Linked DNA regions of Zea mays: region 2 is linked to region 1. The links are chromatin contacts, called in public Hi-C maps. All regions are on one chromosome and are shown on one strand. The core of a region is the stretch at or near the end of the contact, and the rest is flanking DNA. Distances in the headings are between cores, read along the strand shown. Region 1 has its middle 12 kb from the start of LOC103632693. Region 2 holds the start of LOC100216714 (glycosyl hydrolase family 81 protein).

The links. A called contact is a pair of places that touch in the nucleus more often than the background predicts.
Region 2: a Hi-C map of ear shows a contact between it and region 1, with 4 times the contacts expected there. The contact joins the promoter of LOC100216714 here to the enhancer-like site in region 1. A contact is called at or near these places in 3 of 25 Hi-C or Micro-C datasets (bundle sheath, ear and tassel) and 1 of 3 datasets of contacts at active chromatin or transcription factors (leaf).

What each region holds. Positions count from the first base shown.
Region 1 is chr7:108,635,361-108,638,314 of Zm-B73-REFERENCE-NAM-5.0, reverse strand. No RefSeq gene overlaps it. Among protein-coding and RNA genes, the nearest start is that of LOC103632693, 12 kb to the right of the region's middle. Within about 2 kb of position 1,459, at least 11 of the 20 cell types and tissues checked have an H3K27ac peak or open chromatin away from gene starts, as enhancers often do. A contact at or near this core is called in ear, where this site is marked.
Region 2 is chr7:108,814,764-108,817,717 of Zm-B73-REFERENCE-NAM-5.0, reverse strand. LOC100216714 (glycosyl hydrolase family 81 protein) reads right to left here and starts at 1,579. Exons shown (of 1, transcript NM_001143119.1): 1 at 1-1,579. The coding sequence starts at 1,403.

The DNA.
Region 1 (2,954 bases), core at 210-2,709:
TCCAGCAATGCTTTTAGCAGGTGCCTAAACATTTTTAGCCTTACGGGATGAGATTGAGTCAGCCGGGATATGTTCTTGAAGCCATGAGACGGTTCCTATCTTAGTGTTTTCATAACTCGGATTTCCTCCACCTTCCATCTATGGATCACAGGGAGGGACTACTAGTGCTTGGGGCTCACCGGTCACTCGCCCTGCTGTTCTTACCCATGTCTACATCACGAACCTCAGGTATATCAGCCAACATAGAAAGTGCAACCTTACCTATCAACGGTTGGTTAGGAACGATTTCGTCCAACTCGATGGTGTAAAATGACAAGTCCAAACCCTCAAAGTTAGCCTGAACTTTTGGCAGGATAGAGACACCAAGATCATGTTGTGCCATTGACCGTTTCTCATGATGATTAAGGGGAAGTTCCTCCTCCTCTTTTTTTCATCGCTGTCTCTCGGCAAATTATCCCAATCCACCAAAGAAGACTCCTCTGTAACATCTTGATCACTATCTTTCTTCTTGCCCCCTTAACTTGACCTTTTCCAGTCACCGCTGACTTAGACTGAGCAGCAACAAACTTTTTGCTTGAGGTTTGTCGGGTCGTCCTCCTTCTCTTTGGTGTTTCTGCCTTGACAACAGGCTTACCATAGTTTTTCCTTTTCAGCATCATTTGACCTAAAAGTTTGTCCCCATCAATGCATGGTTACAAGTGGGCTCCATCAGTCAAGAGAGCATCTCTAGCCTCGGGGGTTCCCCCTTGGGCATGCTTGAAGCAATTTCCCCATTAGAACCCTTGACAGGCGTCAAATCAAAACATGGGTTGACTTCTCTCTATCATGCAAGCACTGTCCAGCTTAAACAAAAACCTCCATTTCTTCAGCAGTCAACACAGAGTTTCATTTCAGAACTTGGCTTTTGCCATGTTGAGGAGGGTCAGATGAAAACTTGTTATGGTTGGTGTAGGCAAGGCTAGGCACCAGCTCTAGGAGCATATGGACTCTAGTATCCGGATGGAGCTAGAGGAGTCATTGTTGGCCAGGATGCCCAAAGGTCTGTCTTTCTTTTTCTCTACTCCCTGAATCAAATCTAATCGAATTAAATCGAGCTCCAGTGTTTCTAATCTCTTCGAAATTCGGGCCTACCTACGACTGACAAATTCCTTTTTTGAGGCGGTCTCTCTCTCAGAGGAGGATGACAAGTATGAAGCAGAAGAAGAAAATGAAGCGAAATAAGGAAATGGGGCATCGATCGCCACCGTCGCGACCATGGCACCCCATGGTGACCGAGCCGCTACCGCCAACCATCATGGCCAACGGGAGTAGAAAGTGGTAGAAGGGCAAGGGTAGATCAACGTGCTACATGAGGTGCAAGCGGTAGGAGTGGTGCGAACGTTCGGTGACATCCAGGGTGGATGGGAACCGCTCCGCCAACTATGTATGTTAACGGGATATAAAGAGAGTAGAGGACTAAGCCGTACACGTGCTACAATGACCCACTGGCCATGGCCCACATCCGCTAGTACACCTCAGACCTCGTTCGTTTGTTACAGATTAATGGACTGGAATGATTCCTAGCTGGATTGATTCTTTAAATTATATAGTAGAGGACCGAGTCGTACGTGTGTTACCTTGGCCCACGCCTACCAGTACACCCTCAGGCCCTATTCATTTGTTATAGATTAATGGGATGAAATGATTCCTATCTAGATTGCTTCTTTAATTTATATAAACTTTGATTAGATGGAATGATTCCGAGTACAATCCCGCACAAACGGATAAAGCCTCAAGCCTCTCTCAGAGCTAGCAGCGGTGCTCGCATGCACCAAGAACCACTCCGTCCCCAACTTTGTCTTCCCCAATGGCTCCTGCCCAACCAAATGAAGTGTTGTGGGTGGGCAAGTTCACCATGTTCTTCTGGTGATGTGGACAACGACCAGAAGGTGCATTGCTTCTAGTGGATTCTGGTCGGCTCAACCTTCCACAAGGACATGGGTGTGACCCGTGTCGCTCGCCGGGCCATGTCTCCGTGGCCGACTTTAACCGCACCCTGCGCGTCGCCTTCGGCCTGAAGAGCTGGATTGGTAACAAGAGAATTGGAGGTGATTTATTGGAGAGAAAATCTTTTGCTATACAAAATTGTATAAGAAGAAATTTCCTTTCCCATGGATCCCTTCAATTCCCTTGTCATCAAACTAAACTGAAGCGCGAGGCCGCGTCCCACAGCAGCGCGACCATGGCTGCTCATCATCTCTCACTGGACTCCAGCGGTTCCTGAACTCTTCTTCACATGCTACAAATTTGTGGAACCTACGACTTCTGCTACATCTTGATATTCAATCACTAGCATTGGAAATTATTAATTGGTCGCTTGACAACAAGCGTACTGAGATTTGGATACCAGTAAGTGAAGCGTGCCCCTACTAAAAGTAGGGATGACAACCGCGAAAATCTAAGCATTGTGATGCAAAAAGGGGACAAGAATTATCTGAAGACACCATAGGAGGACAAATCAAATGTGGAGATTGTTTTATACATTTATTCTCCGGTACTGACTAGACAATATATTAAAGCAACTGTAAACTTCAGAGAGCCCCAAACTGGTGACTAGATACACAAGTCATAGCTCTAGACCAATGTATCTGGTCCAGACGATCACTCTATTTGTGCTGGGTTGACTAGAACTAGGAGACATGAGTCACCATGGTGGCCCAAATTGCAGCTCAAGGAGTGAATCTTTTGATCTCAAACTCCAATGTAAGGGAAGGGTGTGAGCTTCTAGGTCCCTAAGTAACGCTTGGTAATTAATGACAAAATATGTGGACTAACGATTTCTTTGAGAAAACAAGAATGAGATTGCTCCATGTATATGTGAGTTACATAAAGTCTTGGAGTACTTTAATAAGGACAGTAGGATAGCTCAAGGCAAAACTAACGATAATTTTTTTGTTCGCCGGTCAAGAGGAGAT
Region 2 (2,954 bases), core at 330-2,829, 180 kb before region 1:
GCGCCGGCCTTGTTGCGCGACAGCGTCATGAAGTCGGCCACCATGGAGTAGGCCTGCGGCATGTACTTGCGGCCCCAGCACGGGTCGATCTTGGACAGCACCGCGATGGCGTACAGGAAGTAGCCCAGGTGGTAGTGGTGGTCGTTGTAGATGCCGAACCCGAAGTCGGCGCCGGAGTCCTTGAGCCCCTGCAGCGTCACCAGCCCGCCCCATTTGGCGTCGTAGAAGAAGCCGTTCCCCTGGAAGCTGCCGTCCAGCCACGGCGTCACAGCGGCCTTGAGGAACTGCTGCACCGCCGGGATCACGTCGGGGCACCCCACCTCCTCCGCGATCAGCGCCAGCCGCGCCGCCCGCGCGATCGCCTTCCCGTAGAAGTAGGACGAAGTGGTGGTTATCGCGGTGGACGCGAGGCCGGCCACGTCAGCTCGCAGCGCGGCCACCACTTCGGCGACGCCGTCCTCGCTAACGCCGCGGGTCGAGTGCCACGTCGGGGAAACAGGGTCGGTGCGCAGGACCCAGGCGTCGCCGACCACGCCGACCATATCGCCGTCGATGCTCCGGTACCGGAAGTCGTCGAGCACCCGCACGGGGCAGTCGTCGGCGAGCAGGCGGAGGTGGAGCGGATGCGCGAGCATGAGCAGCTCCCCGGGCCCGTCCTTGCGCCAGGCGTAGTCGACGCAGAAGGGCCGGCTCAGGGCCGCGTGGCCGGCGGTCGGGAAGCAGCGGCTGTAGCGGTCGAGGACCGGCTCCATGGACGCGTCGGGGAGGTAGGCGACCCGGATGGCTCCGGCGAAGCCAGGCGCGGAGAGCTGCGTGGTGGTGGTCTGCGCGAGGCGGATCGGGGCCGACGCGTAGAGGAGGAAGGTCTGGCCGCTGTTCATCCCGAGGCGCCACTTGGTGCCGGAGTCGTCGCAGGAGGCGACGTCGAGGAAGGCATGGACGGACGCGACGGAGATGTCGACGGCGCCGGCCGTGGTGGTGACGGTGACGTACGGGCATCCGCGGACGAGGTGCGCGCGGAGGGACGGGGAGACGTCGAGCGTGACGGAGAGGTCGTCGAAAGCCGAGACGCAGTGGCGCTGCGCGCTCCCGGCGGCGTCGGAGACGGTGAGGTCGGGGACGAAGGTCTGGATGACGAAGGACGGCGAGTGGTTCCGCGAAGGGTAGCAGATGTCGAGAGCGGCGCCTCCGGGGGAGCGGACGGAGTACGGGTGGACGTACTCCGGCTGGTCCCCGTTCTTGAGCACGAAGTTCTGGAAGAAGGAGTTGGTGGGGAGCGGCGCGGCGAGGAGCGGCGGCGCGAAGAAGCGGGACGGGTCGGGCACCACCGTGGACGTTGCGCGCGGGAACACGGGGCCCCCCGGCGGCGGCGCCGGCGGGCGGTGGCTGCCGTGGTGCGGCATGGCGGTGGGGACGAAGGGGGGAAGCTCCGGCGGCTGCGGCGGGATCGAGACGGGTTGTGAGGAAGGCAGACCGGGTTGTGCGGGCCTGGGCCTGGGCCTAGGCCTGGGCTGGGAGAAGGCGAAGCGCGGCTTGGTCGTGACGATGCGGGAGAGGGTGTGGCCCAGCTTCCTCGTCCACTTCCGCATCTCGCCGCCTGCTCGGGCTGGTGCTTTATACCCCTGGCGTGGTATCGGTTGGGCTGGGCTTTGACTGGGCCAACGCGGTGAGATCTGACAACAAACAGTCCTCCGGATCCGAGGCGACAGGTCGGCGTGTCCCTGCGCGTCACACAGTAGAAAAAACGAAATACTATAGATGTTTTAAAATCTTGGATTTTGTAATAAGCACCGGAGCCACGGGTATGGTGTTTAATTTTGATTGGGTGGACAGCGATGATTAGCGGCTAAGCGTTGGAAACGCGGAAAGACGCTTGAAGGGAAGCAATGATTTAATTATGTCATGTTTTCTTAGCACACGAGGATGATTGTACTGGCATTGGTTGAGCTGAAGCGAAGGGGACGGGAGGAGACGACAATGAACACAAACCTGATCTGGAAAGAGACACACGGGCGTGGAGAAGGTGGAGCAGTTCCGACACGGCCTACCTCGTTAACTAGATGGAGATGGAGATGGAGATCAGGGACGCCGGCCTTCTTCGCGTCCTTTGGTTGGAGTGGTTGCGATGCAGCTGGATGGACGGGTGGTTACCCTCAACCGCGGCCGCCGCGGCTCACGTCGACTACGAAGACGCAGCAGCAGCAGCGCAGGACGACAGGACCCCGGCCGTGTCCCGCGTCGTAAGATTTGCTTGGCACCGGCGGGGCCGGGGGCGGTTGGTACGTGCGGGCGACGCCACGAAACGTGTCTCCGGCGATCAGATCGGTCTGATGTGATGTGAATGTGGCCTCTTCCCGGGCGGCGGGCGAGGGAAGCAAGGGATGACGGGCTTGCCGTGGCGGCGAATGCTTGCCCGCGAAGCGAGTGGCAGAGCCAAGACGGCCGGCAACCGCAACCGCAAGGGGCCCGTCGGGCTCGTCGTTGCTTCCTTCGTTCCGGGGCCAACACGAAGCTTTGTCTGATTGTCTCCGGTTGGACGCGCGCGGCGGCAACGAAGAAGCCCGCCATGTACCAATGCATCCCACGTTGCTGCTCTTCTGCTTGTTCCACTGTCGTCGCGCTATTGACATCAACTGATATTTCCTAAGTCAAAATTCATCACAATTCATTACAATACACTCTACTCCACATTGAATTTAAATAACCAAACAAAGCCTCTCTCTGGTTATCCTCGTTCCATGTGGATTGGAATTGATGAGATTACTAGGAATTTAAACTCATTTAATCACATCCAATCCACGTAGATTGAGATTAAAACGAGCAGGTCCTAAAACTGTGCTGGGTGTAGCAAAGGAAAAAGGGAACGAACAAGAGCGGGATGGGTAAGACATCACTCTTGAACTGAAATGGGGAAGGCGGCTTTAAAATGCAGGTATAGGATAAGCATCAAAGTA